4 separate regions of the Mus musculus genome follow, and regions 2, 3 and 4 are each linked to region 1. Evidence: chromatin contacts called from public Hi-C and HiChIP or PLAC-seq data. All regions are on one chromosome and are shown on one strand. Each heading gives the region's core, a stretch centred on a gene start, on an enhancer-like site or on the middle of the called end of the contact. The rest is flanking DNA. Distances are from core to core; before and after follow the strand shown.

The links. A called contact is a pair of places that touch in the nucleus more often than the background predicts. HiChIP or PLAC-seq counts read pairs in DNA pulled down with a chosen protein or histone mark.
Region 2: a contact with region 1 is called in a Hi-C map of the G1E-ER4 cell line, with 3 times the contacts expected there. The contact joins the enhancer-like site here to the promoter of Tmtc2 in region 1. A contact is called at or near these places in 8 of 39 promoter capture datasets (cancer-associated fibroblasts, embryonic stem cells, frontonasal cranial neural crest and 5 more), 10 of 484 Hi-C or Micro-C datasets (the G1E-ER4 cell line, Th1 cells, cerebral cortex and 4 more), 11 of 115 datasets of contacts at active chromatin or transcription factors (bone marrow-derived macrophages, craniofacial prominence, embryonic forebrain and 7 more) and 4 of 9 other capture datasets (adipose tissue, embryonic stem cells, liver and 1 more).
Region 3: an H3K27ac HiChIP or PLAC-seq map of bone marrow-derived dendritic cells shows a contact between it and region 1, with 4 times the contacts expected there. The contact joins the enhancer-like site here to the promoter of Tmtc2 in region 1. A contact is called at or near these places in 4 of 39 promoter capture datasets (cranial neural crest, hippocampal neurons and liver), 6 of 484 Hi-C or Micro-C datasets (adipose-derived mesenchymal stem cells, cerebral cortex, embryonic fibroblasts and 3 more), 15 of 115 datasets of contacts at active chromatin or transcription factors (Th17 cells, astrocytes, bone marrow-derived dendritic cells and 11 more) and 3 of 9 other capture datasets (adipose tissue, embryonic stem cells and pancreatic islet).
Region 4: a Hi-C map of liver shows a contact between it and region 1, with 2.3 times the contacts expected there. The contact joins the enhancer-like site here to the promoter of Tmtc2 in region 1. A contact is called at or near these places in 4 of 39 promoter capture datasets (hippocampal neurons, liver and second pharyngeal arch cranial neural crest), 4 of 484 Hi-C or Micro-C datasets (immediate neuronal precursor, liver and olfactory sensory neurons), 11 of 115 datasets of contacts at active chromatin or transcription factors (astrocytes, bone marrow-derived macrophages, cardiomyocytes and 8 more) and 2 of 9 other capture datasets (adipose tissue and pancreatic islet).

Annotation. Positions count from the first base shown.
Region 1 is chr10:105,572,794-105,576,192 of GRCm38.p6, forward strand. It overlaps Tmtc2 (transmembrane and tetratricopeptide repeat containing 2), which reads right to left and starts at 1,686. Exons shown (of 12, transcript NM_177368.4): 1 at 874-1,686. The coding sequence starts at 956. Gm15663 (predicted gene 15663) reads left to right here and starts at 1,758. Exons shown (of 3, transcript NR_038032.1): 1 at 1,758-2,894.
Region 2 is chr10:105,221,484-105,224,882 of GRCm38.p6, forward strand. All of the region lies in intron 11 of Tmtc2 (transmembrane and tetratricopeptide repeat containing 2), which reads right to left. Among named protein-coding and RNA genes, the nearest start is that of Gm25422, 83 kb to the left of the region's middle. Within about 2 kb of position 1,763, at least 1 of the 459 cell types and tissues checked has an H3K27ac peak or open chromatin away from gene starts, as enhancers often do. A contact at or near this core is called in the G1E-ER4 cell line, where this site is marked.
Region 3 is chr10:105,261,244-105,264,642 of GRCm38.p6, forward strand. All of the region lies in intron 9 of Tmtc2 (transmembrane and tetratricopeptide repeat containing 2), which reads right to left. Among named protein-coding and RNA genes, the nearest start is that of Gm25422, 120 kb to the left of the region's middle. Within about 2 kb of position 1,513, at least 3 of the 459 cell types and tissues checked have an H3K27ac peak or open chromatin away from gene starts, as enhancers often do. A contact at or near this core is called in bone marrow-derived dendritic cells, where this site is marked.
Region 4 is chr10:105,311,624-105,315,022 of GRCm38.p6, forward strand. The region is part of intron 7 of Tmtc2 (transmembrane and tetratricopeptide repeat containing 2); the gene reads right to left. Among named protein-coding and RNA genes, the nearest start is that of Gm46241, 140 kb to the right of the region's middle. Within about 2 kb of position 1,483, at least 1 of the 459 cell types and tissues checked has an H3K27ac peak or open chromatin away from gene starts, as enhancers often do. A contact at or near this core is called in liver, where this site is marked.

The DNA.
Region 1 (3,399 bases), core at 436-2,935:
CAACACAATCCGGGTCTCATTAGCCACCCAAACTAACCCAAATACAGAAGACAACTTCTGTCTCCAGGGCGTCTTCTTCTGCAATTAGCACCAGCGAATCACTAATGTCTCATGCAAAACGCCCAAACAGAACTGAAAGCCCACGTTTTTATAAAGGAATTCCCCATGATGCGTGAGCAAGGTTGGGGGAGCGAGAGATACAACCAGCAGCGAGATACAGCTCAAAGTTTACTATCATACACGTCAAAGAGAAAGTTGACTCAGAGTACGCGCGCTCTTTCCTCTATTTGGCAACTGTCATATGTGCGTTTAACTTCGAGAAATCAGTGTCCTATCAATAAAAGGAAACCACACGGGGAGGATCTTCTAGGGGTGCAGAGGTGCTTCCTTCCAGCCCACACGTAAAATCGCTTAATATGCTTTTTCTTTCTTTCTTTCTTTCTTTCTTTCTTTTTTTTTTTTTTTTTTTTTTTTTTTTTTTTGCACCAAGGTATACCAAGGATTGTTATTGGAATTTTTACTTTGGCTGGTTGTTTGTTTAACGTGGGTTCATTAAACAGTCTTCCAAATTGCCTGGATTTCCGCAAAGAAACTTAAGCGCCTGCCAACCAGCAAGAAGCAAGCAAGAACCTGCTGCAAAGTAGGAGCGGAAACTCGTTCGGCCCGCCCAGCGCGCCTGCGTCCGTCCCGGCTGTTTGCTTTAGGTGTTACGGTTTCCGTGTCGCCTAAACCTTCAGGTGCAGATACCTGTCCCCCCAACCCCGCCCCCAAGACGCGCTTCAGCCTGACAGCAAGCAGTACCAGAGCCACCGAGGAGCCCCCACCCCACCCCCGTCGCACCGCAGCCATTGCCCCTTTCTCTCACCCACTTACCTGTCATCGTAGCAGAAATCAGCACTCAGGGTGTTGAGATACAAGGCGAGCCCCAGAGCGCTGCTCACCAACTCTGCAATCATCTCTCCACCGCCTTCCCTCCGGCTTGGCTCCCAGCGCGAGCGCAGCAGCGGCAACAAAAAACAGAAGCATCAATCCCCACCTTCCGCCGCCTTCTCCTCCTTGGCTGCACTTTTCCCCGGCTTCCCCGCCCGCCTCCTCGTCCTCCCTCCTCTCCTTCTTCCGATCCCGGGCTCCTCCTCGGGGCGCCGGGCTCCGCTGTTCCTGCGTGCTCCGGGGGTTGCGGGCTCACACCGCTCTCCCCATACCCGACAACCGCGAGAGGCAAGCGGCGATCGGCTTCACGCCCCCCGGCGGAGAATCGGGGCTTGTCCTTTTCCCGCGGCTCGCGGTCCCCACCCTAACCCATGGCACTTTGGGACGCCCTAAGGTAAAGGACTGCGGAGATAGAAGAGTGCAAGAGGGGGGACCAAAGGGCTGGACAGAGCGAGGATCTGGGACCAGCGGGAGGAAAGGAGAGACAGAGAGAGAGACCGAGAGAGAAAGGGGCGGGTGGGAGGGACGAGGCGAACCGCCTCCCTTCGCCGCCTCCCGGGCGCACGACTCCGGGGCCGTTCGCAGCAACTCGGCCGCCACCGCGGCTGCGGCACATTCACTCTTTATTGGTTCCCTCCCGGACCCCTCTCCAGTGAAGTGAGAAGCGGCGACTGGGGACTCCAAAAGCTCCCGCGTGGGGTTCTCGTCGCGGCCCCACGCGCCTGCGTGGCCAGCCCACCACCCTAAGCTAGCCCGGCCCCTTTCTCCACCCAGATCCTCCCCGCAGACTCCTCCCTGTCTACCCCCACTGGCTGGAGGCTCCGCCCACTCTTCTAGCTGCTCCAGCCTGGTACTCTGGCCCCACTCTCTTCTTCATCTTCCTTCACCTTCTTTTTGACTCTGGAAAGCCTCCCCCAAAGCCCAGGACAAAGATGACTTTTGGAAGATTGCCCAAAACGATAGCTAGAGTGTGCCCTGGGCTCTGGGAGATGGAGGAGAGAGGCGACAGGAGGAGTCAATGGTTTGCCCAGTGCTGCGGGGAGGCGCTTTGCACGCTCTAGATCGCAAGCCAAACGTCTAGTGCCAAGAGCTGTCAGGCAAAAGACTGGTCAGCTGGAGAGACTTCTCGGGACGCGGAGAGGTAGAACAGGTTTGCAGAGCGCTGGCAACCTCGGTTGACACTAAGGATCTATTGCCCCGCGCGCGCGCGATGCGTGAGCTGAATTGGGATGGAAGGGCCTGTTGAAGAGCCAGGGAAGCAGCGTTTAGGAGAGAGTTTTCCGAGGCCACGCCGTGACGGTCGACATTAATATTAGTGGAAAGACGCGTGCCCCGCAGTAAGATCATGAAAAGGGATCCAGGAAATGAAAGAGGAGAGGCAAGAAGGTAAGAAACACCCACGCGTTCCTCAGAAATTGCGTGGGGATGGGTGTCTTTAGTGGTTCAGGACTGTCAAGCTGACTCTGAGACTATAGAAGAGACCACGCTAATGCAACCCTCTACAACGGCATCCTTAAACCCAGCAGAGCGGAAAGCTAATGCCCTTTCCTTTCCGCCCGGATGCAAGACTGGATGGAAGGCATCCAACATGATGAAATACGGTGCAGAAGAATGGTCTGGGCAGAAGGAGCGCTGGGTACTAAAGTTGCATGACCAAAGAGATCCGAGAGCTGTCTGCCACACCCCCTTCCTGCCTGGTTCCCTTTCTGACTGCCCTGGTCGCTCCCTTGGACTATGATGAACACGACTGCAGCGCCCCCTGCTGTGGGGAAGCTACAGGGCACAGAAAACACGTCCTTGCAGGGCTGACTTCCAACTTCCCCTTTTGCACCTAACCAGCAAGCTCTTCAAAGATAATAAGGAAAGTGGACTCCCTGGGTATGTGGCAGCGATCTGAAAAGTTTGAACGCCTGCAGAATAAGGATGTCTGACTTCACAAAGAAATCGTTTGGAAACTGACAAATGTGTGTTCAACCTCCAACAGGCAAATTGTGATTTGATCAAAATATTATGAGCACGTAGGAAGTTCTCAAATAATATATTGAAGATGGTGATTCTTGTTCTTCAGTGCTCCCCGGTATAATGTATTTTTTAAAGTTTTTTTAAAAATCATACCAGTTGCTCCATTCGGATCCTCTCTGACCTTCTTCTGAGCTTATGTATTGATATTGGATCCTGGGGCACTGGGGGAAGAATAAATACTTAAGTCAGATACCTAGATTTGAGTATCAACTCAGCTATTAATTATTTGAGTAAGTTGGGGCCAATCACCTCCTTCACCCCTCACTTATAAATACTACTTTGGTTGGGTGAGTTTCCATGTAAATAAAGCATCCAGAGGGGGACTGGTAAGTGCAATAAGTTAGCTGTTATGATTTCCAACGTCATCCTTTTACTTCTTAACTAATACTTAGACATTCCTCTCTAAAATACATACCATTACACCCACACTGTTCCACTCTTAGTCCG
Region 2 (3,399 bases), core at 513-3,012, 350 kb before region 1:
AGATATCTTAATGTCACACTTAAAACACCAAGGCCACCATGACAATCTTCTGGAATAGTAAGATTGTTCAGCGCCTTTCTGACTTCATTACTAATATAATGTGCTGTGAAAACGGAGACAGAAAAAAAATGCTGAGTGGAGAGGAAGAGATGCTATTTCTCACTATTTCTATCACAATTCAAACTGGGGGCCCTGCCGGCCAACTGCAATCTTAGCCTGTGTGCACTGACTCTTGAAAATGTGGGGTGTGAAGAGATCATAGGCAGAACACCCCGCCCCCCCCGCCTACCACCACCTAACATAAAAGTAGGCCAGGTTGGTTGCTCTTTTTCAGCCCTCAACTCCAGCAGGTTCTCCTGTTAATCCACAAGCCAGGCCTGCCAGAGAACCAGGTAGGCTGCCTGCAGACCTTCTCTCTGCCCCTGACCCCAGTTCCAAGGCTCCAACTCTCATCCCCAGCTCTGTAGCAGAACACCCGTATCAGGTAGCTCAGTCCAACTCTTTGATCTTTTAACTTTTCCTCTTCCCAGTTTTTGCTTTGTCCCAGACTCCAAGCCCAGCAGGCAGGCACCCCTTGACTTACCCAAGGGCCATTCCTTTCAAGGCAAAAGGTGGATCGACACCTGTCCTGCTGCTCCTGAGACATGTCCCACCCCCAGTCTCATCTTGGAGATTGTCTCTTTGAGACAATATAGTTGAAAGGGAGCACTTACTGGATATTATCTTTCAAGAACTATAACTTTGCTTAAAAAAAAAAAGGAAATAATACAAAAAGAAAAAAAAAAGAAGTACCATCCTTTATTTCTTTGGATTTTCAGAATGATACTTTGACTCAGGTACGACTAATGGCCAATTGACTGATACAAGAGGCTTTTTAAATAAGAGTCACAAAGTCACATAGCACGTAGTTAAATCAGAACTGGGTGGTAGCCACAGAGTCAAGCAAAGACCCATGGTCCTCAAGCTTAACCATCCATTAAAATCACCCAGGGCCTTCCCAAACCTTGAATTCGGGACGTCTGAGTGTGAACAAATAAACTCAAGCGTTTGGTTACAATTTAGATCTTGGCATATTGCAGACCTTCCCAGGTGATTCTAACGTGCACTAGATAGAGAGCGGTTGTGTTACATAACGCTATAGGTACCTTTTCAATTCCTCACATTTGCTCTCAAGGTTACTAACAGGGGTTAGATCTGAAAATCCACAGTGAATAGCAGGACTTTACTCTTGCCAATTTTGCCTGTGGTAGAAAATGTATCAGAATTGATTGTGAGGAGGAAATGATAGATAAGTTAAAACAAAGCGTCCCAGTGTGGATGTAGCATCTTGGGTTTATTTAATCAATGTCAAAGCCTACTTTCTTGTCAATTTTAATTGGGTAGTAAATTCTCCATATTACTTCTAGAAATCTTTGAGGATTTTTGTAAGAGGTCTTATAGGAGTTTTGCAAAACAAAGCTCAAAAGAGATGGTTAACTGCGAAAATGCTAGCGTGCAGGGGGTATGAAATGGTTCACCAAGTGTCAGTGCTTGTCGCTCACACCTGATGATCCTATAGGCAGATGTAATGGCTCTTATCTGTAACCCCAGGACTCCTACTGCAAGATGGGGTTGGGAGACAGAAAAGTCAACTCTGGTGTCTATGGGGCAGCTAGCAGGAGGAAACAAGAAGGGCGGTTCTTCCTTATCATGGGAGAAGGTAAGAGCTGATTGTTGAAAACTGCCCTCTCAGCTCAAAAACGCATATCACACACACACACATGTTAAACTTAATCAATAAAATGATTTTAGATGCCAATTCCTGTCCTATTTTACATGGAACTTTATTTTTCAGAGACATATAAGGAATATTTTCAAGAAATAAGAGTCGTTACTCTTGAAATGGTTGAACGACACCATTATTTCCAACAGAGTTTTATGAATCTGATTTAAAAAAAAAAAAAGGAAAAAGGAAATAATACAAAAAAAAAAAAAAAAAAGAAGTTCCAAAGAGAAACTTTAGAAATGAAATGATCTGTAAAGCTATGGAAATGGACTGCGACTTAAATTAAAAAAATAAAACAAACCAAAATAAAAATATCTTTGCTGTCTCTCCAGGGCAAATAAAAATCTATTACATAAAGGTTAGGACAGATAAAAGAGAATGCTGGGTAAACAGGATCCATTGAGAGGAGCGAGAACAAACATAGTTTATAAGGATGTTTTCTCTAAGGCACAGTTAGTAAAATGCCATCATATTCTGGGATTTTTCTCCCCACATCTTTCTTCAAGGTTCTCCCACCAAAGCAACTCACAGGAAAAGTCCTCGCATATGTAAATTGGGCAGGGGATTAAAACATAGCTCATTTTCAAAGTGTAACTGCTGATTCAATGGCCCTATTACAACTGTATGGAGTCCCCAGGTTACATCCCCAGCACCTTAGAAACTTGGCAGGCTGTATTCTAGTATTTAGGGGTGGATGCAGGAGAATTGGATGCTCCTTAGGTCCATACACAATATAAGGACACCCTGGGTTAGGCTCTGTTTCAAAAAGAAAAGAAGAGACAGGAAAAAGGAAAAGAAACAGAAAGAAACAGGAAGGAATTCAATAAATGATAGAGCCGCAGCTCAGTGCAGGTCCTGGTTTCCATTGCAGTCCCTGACACCACATATAATCAGGCATGGGAGTGGGCATGTAATCATAGCTCCCTGGAAGTAGAGGAGGAAGGATTTTTTTTTTTCACATATGATGTCAGCTTGGTCTTCACAGTGAGTTCCACGACTCACTCACTATGATTTCGTTAACTAAATCAAGACCTTACCATCAGCCCCCTCCACATAGCAGATGCAAATAACACTCTGGCCCCCGAAATCCTACTGAACAGATGTACTAACTGGCCAGCCACACAATGGGCTAAGGCTAGCTTATAACGTGCATTCTCACAGAAGGCAAGTATGATTCGCCAGCCAGCAACTTTAATGTCTATAGTTCTTTCTTCCCTCCTCCTTCCATCCCTTCTTTCTTTCCTCCTTCCCTCCCCCTGTTTTTCTTTTCTTCTGTCCCTTCTTCCCTCCAAACTTTTCCCCCTTCCTTCTTCCCTTCCTCTCTCCCTCCCTCCTTCTTTGATCTTAAATTATAACCTAGGTTGGCTTTTGAACTCACAAAAAGCCAAAGTTAGTGTCTAGTGAGTGATCTTTCTGTTTCAGGCCCCCAGGGCTCTCAGACACAGGTGTGAAACGCCTCAGAGAGCTCACAGTCAAGTTATTTCTCTTGTAGAGTATAGGATTATCTCTCCTTCCAGCTCTCAGGAGGACACTGCTATTCAGAGCTATCAGCTGGATTTCAGTCCCTAGTAAACTTTCCTTCTCATGCCCATGTCCTATGGTACCTCTCATGTTTGTCATTTCCTCCTTACCTG
Region 3 (3,399 bases), core at 263-2,762, 310 kb before region 1:
GGCATTACTAGGCAAGGGGCCTAGTTTAAGCAATGAATACCAGAGGAGAGTAGCCTCACTTTGCTATATAATATTGTATGCATTATGCCAGGAAGTTTGGAAGATAAGAATTGAGGAGGACAAAGGGATCCAAAGGCACCTGCTACAGTCACTAAAAGTGACCAGACCATTACCAGGAAATTACAGTTGTGTGTTTATGACTTGTTGAACAGGTCACATACTACTCAAATTATCATAAAATAAGTGAATCTTTTTAATGAGCTAGTAGCAGTCATCTTCAGTTAAAAACTAGAAGCGAGTCAGGTCTTGGTGGTGCACCTCTTTAATTCCAGTACATGGGAGGCAGGCACACTTGGGATCTCTGAAATGGAGGCCAGCCTGGTCTACAGAGTGAGTTCCAGGCCTGACAGGGCTATACAGGAAAACCCTGTCTCAAAAAACCAAAACCCAAACCAAACAAAACAACAACCACCAAAACCAACCAACCATCCAACTGATCATCCAGCCAACTACACCAAACCAAACCAAACCAAACCAAACCAAACCAAACCAAACCAAACCAAACCAAACCAAAGAGTCTAGAACAGAATCCAGGATAGGCTGGACCATGCTCATGAAAGTCACTCTTAGACTGCTGTCCAATCACTGTCCCAAATCTACTACTCTTCTTGCTTGCTAATCCAAAGCTGATCTTGCTTTTCTAGTTTCTTTAATCCCAATACAAAGGAAGATTCAAAGGGATGCCCATACATAACGTTTAACTCTACCTCTTAGCAAAGCTTGACCTGATAAAGTCTTCACGTTACACAAAATCACAAAGGGTTACCCTAATAAGGGGGAAATAGAAATAAAGATGATAAAAAGGAAACACAAAACTGACAAGTCCAGACTAGATTTCCTCATTCATTCATGTTCTGGGTAATGTTGACTGACCCTGCATGTGCTGCTGTTGATAGGGCTGGGACGCAGATGGCTATAGTCAAGATTCTCTGGTTATGGGTCATCCTTTTTCAAAAAGGGATCATCTTACTGTATTATCAGATTCTGTGAGATGCTATATATGAGTTTGTCAGTGTTCTAGTTTGCTCTTCCATGGTTGTGGCAAAACACCATGACTAGAAGCAACCTGTGCAGGACAGGGTTTCTTTAGCTTATATATCCCGAGTCACACTCTATCGGGGCAAGTTAACTGAAACAAAGCTAGAACTTGGAGGCAGGAACTGAAGCCTAGACCATGGAGAAAAGCTACTGAATGGCTCATTTTTCTATGTTTTGCTCAGCTTGCTTTCCTACACATCCCAGGACCATTATTCCAGGGATGGTATCATCCACAGTAAATGATACAGTAATTACGTAAATATTTTTTGGTGGAGTTTGTCTGAGATATTCCCATGTAGGTTCTCTTAGTCACTCAAAAGACAGATACATCATGGAGCCAGTTCTGTCCACTTTACAGATAGAAAATGAAGTCACTAAACCATTTGGAAATTCCCCAGATTTCCCTGCCACCTCCACATCAATCACCAATCAGGAAAATCCCCCACAAGCCTGCCTCATGATGACTCTAATAGGGGTGTTCTCTTCAGTGACATTTCTTTTCTCAAATGACTATCTACTGACAATCTGATAACAAACAAACCAATACACTCAGAAAGTAATGTATCGTGAGTATGTATACAATCAACATAGTTGATAAATAAAAAAATACACACAATGATAACTAAATAGACATCGGATGATCTCATCACAAACAATATTCAAAAGAGAACTCAGTTAAAAGCCTTTCTGTAATCCTTACTTTAATACTCTAGCTTACAATTCATTTCTATTAAATACATAATATCTGTTGGGTTGCTGTAACTTTTCTGATGTCCTCTCTATATAATACCAGAAAAACAGAGAAAGATGGTTATATGTTTGTACTTCATTGCATATTCCTTCAGGAATATAACATACCTATTTTAGAAAAATTGAAAGAGATGTTACAAATGAATCTATGTAGGACACTTGCCTAGAGCCTGTCTGCTTTCTTCTTGATGTCTTTTGTCACTCTCCCTCTCCATACAGCTCAGGTTCTCCCCCTTCCATGATGACTGCAGATATGGGATCTCCCCTGGTGTTCTTGATTACACAGTAATAAGAACCCCATGGTTTTCTCTTTAATTATAATCTCACTCTTCTCTGTCTGCATGACCACCAGACACCTTGTAATTTAGGTACCCACTATAAAAATCCCCAAGCCCATTTAAAAAGAACCAGAGTTAGATTTGGTGGGTTGGAACTGATGTCATCTTTAAATGTTATCCTCTTAGTTTGGTCTTATGAGAGTTTTCCAAATTGATGTTGGAGGAGATGGCTCTTCAGCTGGCACAGGTAGCACTGTGATGTGTCACTGGTATGAGATGGTAATGGAATTGGGGGAAATTTCCAGAATGGCTTTGTGACTTTTATGTTAAGTGGACAGAACCAGCTCCAGGGCGTGTCTGGCTTTTGAGGGATTAAATCAGATGCTACACAAGACTTTCCCAAGACAAAGTACTCTGAAATATTTGTGTAACAACTGTACTTTGATGAGTTACTATACAATATATACAAATCAAAGGATTTGTTTAATTCATCATGAAAATTATTATTGAATGAAATAGCATTTAAAGTGCCTTTCTCTACTTATTTTTGTTTATTAAGAAATGGTTATGTTTTGAATGTGTATGTGTCTGTGCACATGCCTGTGTGTCATATGTGTGTATGTATGTGCACAAACGAGGGGCTAAAAACTATCTTTCCTCAAGGGTGATGCAAATGTGTTTTGTTTCAGTTGCAAACAGGTATTCTCACTGGCCCAGGGCTCACCAAGCAAGCTAGACTGTGTGCCTGGTCCATCAACTCCCAGGAGTCTGCTTGTCTCTACCTCCCTAGGCCATGATTAAACATCAAAATACATGTTGGTGGCTCTTTGCAAAATTCACTTATGATGATAATTATGTTAAATGCTTAATATAAAAAACTTTTCCTTATAGTATGCAAGTCCATGATTGTGCTTATTTATTTGTTAATTAAATCTTATTTTAAATGTGATTTCTTTGGATCTACTCTGGGTCCCCACACTTTCTGTGCCATCTCCACGGCTGAAATTTTACATCATGAAGTTTAAGTTGAGTTCCTTCAGAGAGCTATTGGCGTCTATAATTTTTTTTTCTGCTATCGTCTTCTATGCCATCTGATCTGCTACTATTGAGATGTTGAACGGTTTCTTTTTCTTCCATCTACTTCTTAATAAAGAGCAAAGCCTTTAGCCCTGTCTTAACTGTTACTCGATGGGTGCTGTTACACATTTCTGAGGTTTTAGCGCTATAGTGATAAGTCTGAACCCCTTCATCCTCCAGCAATGTGTTTACCAAT
Region 4 (3,399 bases), core at 233-2,732, 260 kb before region 1:
TACTTGTGCTTTTTGTAGACATTTAATCTTATTTGTAGTTATTTATTTTTATTTACTATTTGTTTTGCTTTATAAGTCTTTAAAAATTCTTTAATTATATTTTTCTATTCACTTTACATCCCAATCACAGTCCCTTCCCTCTTCTATTCCCAACCACACTCATACAAATCCTTTATACCATTACCACTCCCCTTCCCCTTCTCAGAGAAGTAGAGCACCCCTTGGGTACATGCCACCCTGGGGCATCTCATCCCAGCAGGACTAGGCATATCCTCTCCCACTGAGGCCCAACCAGAAAGTCCAGTTAGGGGAAGGGAATCCAATGCAGAGAACAAAGATCTAGACAATCCTCATTCCACTTGTTAGGGGACCCACATGAAGACCAAGCTGCACATTTGCTGCAAATGTGTAGGGGTCTAGTCCAGCTCTTGTATGCTCCCTGGATGGTGGCTTAGGCCCTGTGAGCTCCTATGGTCCCAGGGAAGTTGACCATGTGGGTCTCCGGCTTGCTCCATTCTATCTCCTACTCCATAAGACTCAGCTGAACATATTATGTATCAATTTAGATTTTTTTTTTTTGCTAAGTATGTCAGAGCAGGAGAAATGCCAAGAAATTTTGTTTTTAAAGAATCCGTGATAAAATAGAATTATGTAACATTAATATGAATCACTTGGGGCTGGAGAGATGGCACAGCGGTTAAGAGCTCTGACTGCTCTTCCAGAGGTCCTGAGTTCAATTCCCAGCAACCACATGGTGTCTTATAACCACCATGGTTGTGGGATCCGATGTCCTCTTCTGGTGTCTGAAGACAGCTACTGTGTACTTATATCCATAAAATGAATAAAACTTTTTTTTTTAAGTTTTAAAACTTTTACGAATTACTTAATGAGTTTACCTTGTGATTTTGATTTTCAGCAATTTATTTTCCATTTTATTTTATGTGTGTTGGTTTTCTACCTAGATGCATCTCTGTGTACCATGTGTGCTTACATAGCCTAAAAGGTCTGGTTACTTTTTTCAATGTAATTATGCCACAAACTCTTCCTTGCTGGTGTTTTTTGTGACTATTTCCATCTGAACCTTTTTCTTACTAAACAAAACAAAACAGCAAAATCAAAACTAAGCAAACAAAAAATCTCAGTCTAGTTTCCCCAGATACCCTTGATTGGAAATACTCAATGGTTATTGAAACAAGACCCAAACAAAAATTCACATGACTCCAAGGGAGAGTCCCTACTCCCTGACCACACATTTAATAGTGGGGACTGTAATAGAAGACTTTTAAGCAAAATCAAACATTTCCAGGTTTTAGACTCAGAGGTTGTAGGAATGGGTTAGACATTGACCTAACAGTATTAAATTTAAGAGAATTCTTAAACCCTGAAATATAACTTTTCATCAAAGAAAATATAGACAGGTGCGTGGAAGATTGAGGGTAGGACTGGGTATGTGTTACATTAGGTTTACCTAATCATTGAGACATGGGTTGAACTTCAGAAAAACCTTTAGAAGGTTCTAATTTGTAGTGTGAGGTTAAATACAGGAAACATGTGATGTGCTGTCGCAATTGATGTTGGAAAGAAGCCAAGAGCCTGTGTCGATATTTCTCTCCTTACAGCCAGAGCTCCCGAAGTTCCTTAGGTTAATCAATTTCCTTTCTATTTTCAAGGAAACAAATCTTACACAAAAAATAATCAATCCTATTGGACTGGGAACGATCATAGTCAATGCTCAGAACCTTCAAAAATTAGGCAGTAAGTGTGTGTGTGTGTGTGTGTGTGTGTGTGTGTGTGAGTGTTCATGTATGTATGCATGTGTGTGTCTTATATATGTTGAGTGAGGTGAAAAATCCTTCTCTTAAGAATACAGTCCCCTTCAGAATTATCTACTACTAAGATACTCTAAAGAAAAGACAAGAAAAGAAAAGTGAAGAAAGAAAGAAAAAACAACATGCAAAGAGGTGTTAATCAGTGTTTTAAAATGAAACAGGATCAGGAAAAAAAAAAAGGAGGAAAATGTGTAATAGCATAAGATGAAATAATGCATGTAATATCAACCAAGAAACAGGGCTAAAATAGTTTCAAGAAAATGAGCAAGCACGCATGTGGAAATAGCTGTGTGTGACTAGGGAGCTTCTGAAAGAAAAGCCAAAAACCTAAAGGAAGTTATCTTTATGCTTAAGTTTGATGAAGCCAGGACAGCCATACAGAAATTGTGACTGACCAGATGGATGCTAGACAGTCAGAAGGACCATCCATCTGAAGTATGTTCCATCTCTGCTGTGGAAACTCCAACATACGTGGGCCTCAATGATAGTAAAATAATAATAATAATAATGTTAAAATAAAACATGTTAATAATTTCTGTTCTGTGTGAATTTATGTCTGGTTTTCAAAATAGGTTGAAAAAACTAGTTTTGTACAAAAAAAAAAAAACCTCATTTAACTGTCCCAAAGATTTTGAGTTGAGGTTCTAATTTCATCTATGTGGATAAAGATCATTGACACGAATAAAGAAAATAGAATCTGCAAATAGAATGTACAGCCTTTTATCCCAAAAATCCGTTGTTGCCACCATGTTAATTACAAAAAGGATTTGAAGGTTGTGGTAGAATCTAATCCTTGAGCACTCAATTACAATAGGATAAATGCCAAGTTTCTTCGAAATGGTAGTCATTAATATTAATGTGGTTTATATTACAAATAAAATATTCTATGACATAAATAAATATTACTTGTTCAGGAACATCCATGAAACACCTATCTCTGAAGCTTCTTTTAAATTTTAAAAGCACTTTTTGGCACCCTTTGACTTACTGTACTTTTAACAGACTTACAGGTGAAGAGAGGTAACTCATAGTTCTGTCTTTGGAGTTGCCTCTTCTAAGTACATGCAACTCTACCCTCTTACTTCTTTGACCTGACTTTTCAAGATGGTAACCTTTCACGGGAAAAAAAATTTCTTCTACATATTATGTCTATTTAGAAAAGTTACATCAAACTCTGCACATTTCAGCATGCCATATCTTGAAAATGTAGTGAATTTTATAGTTAAAATAGCTATTCAACTTATAAAATATAGCCCAACCTACATACATTTCACACTGGTAAAAGATATCACCCTTGAAAAAGATTGTGAGATATACTTTTTTCCCATTTACTTCATTGACACATCAGAAAAAAATGTCTTTATTTTTGTCTGTTTGTTTGTTTGTTTGTTTGTTTGTTTGAAACAACACATTGTAACTTTTAGGGAATCAGAGAATATGAAGGCTATAAATATATATTCATTTGAGTATGTTCATTTCCTTATACCTTGATTTTAAATTAAAAACAATCAAGCATCATTCCTTTCCTTTACCACAAAGCTGGCAAAAGTATGAATTAATGTAACAGGTG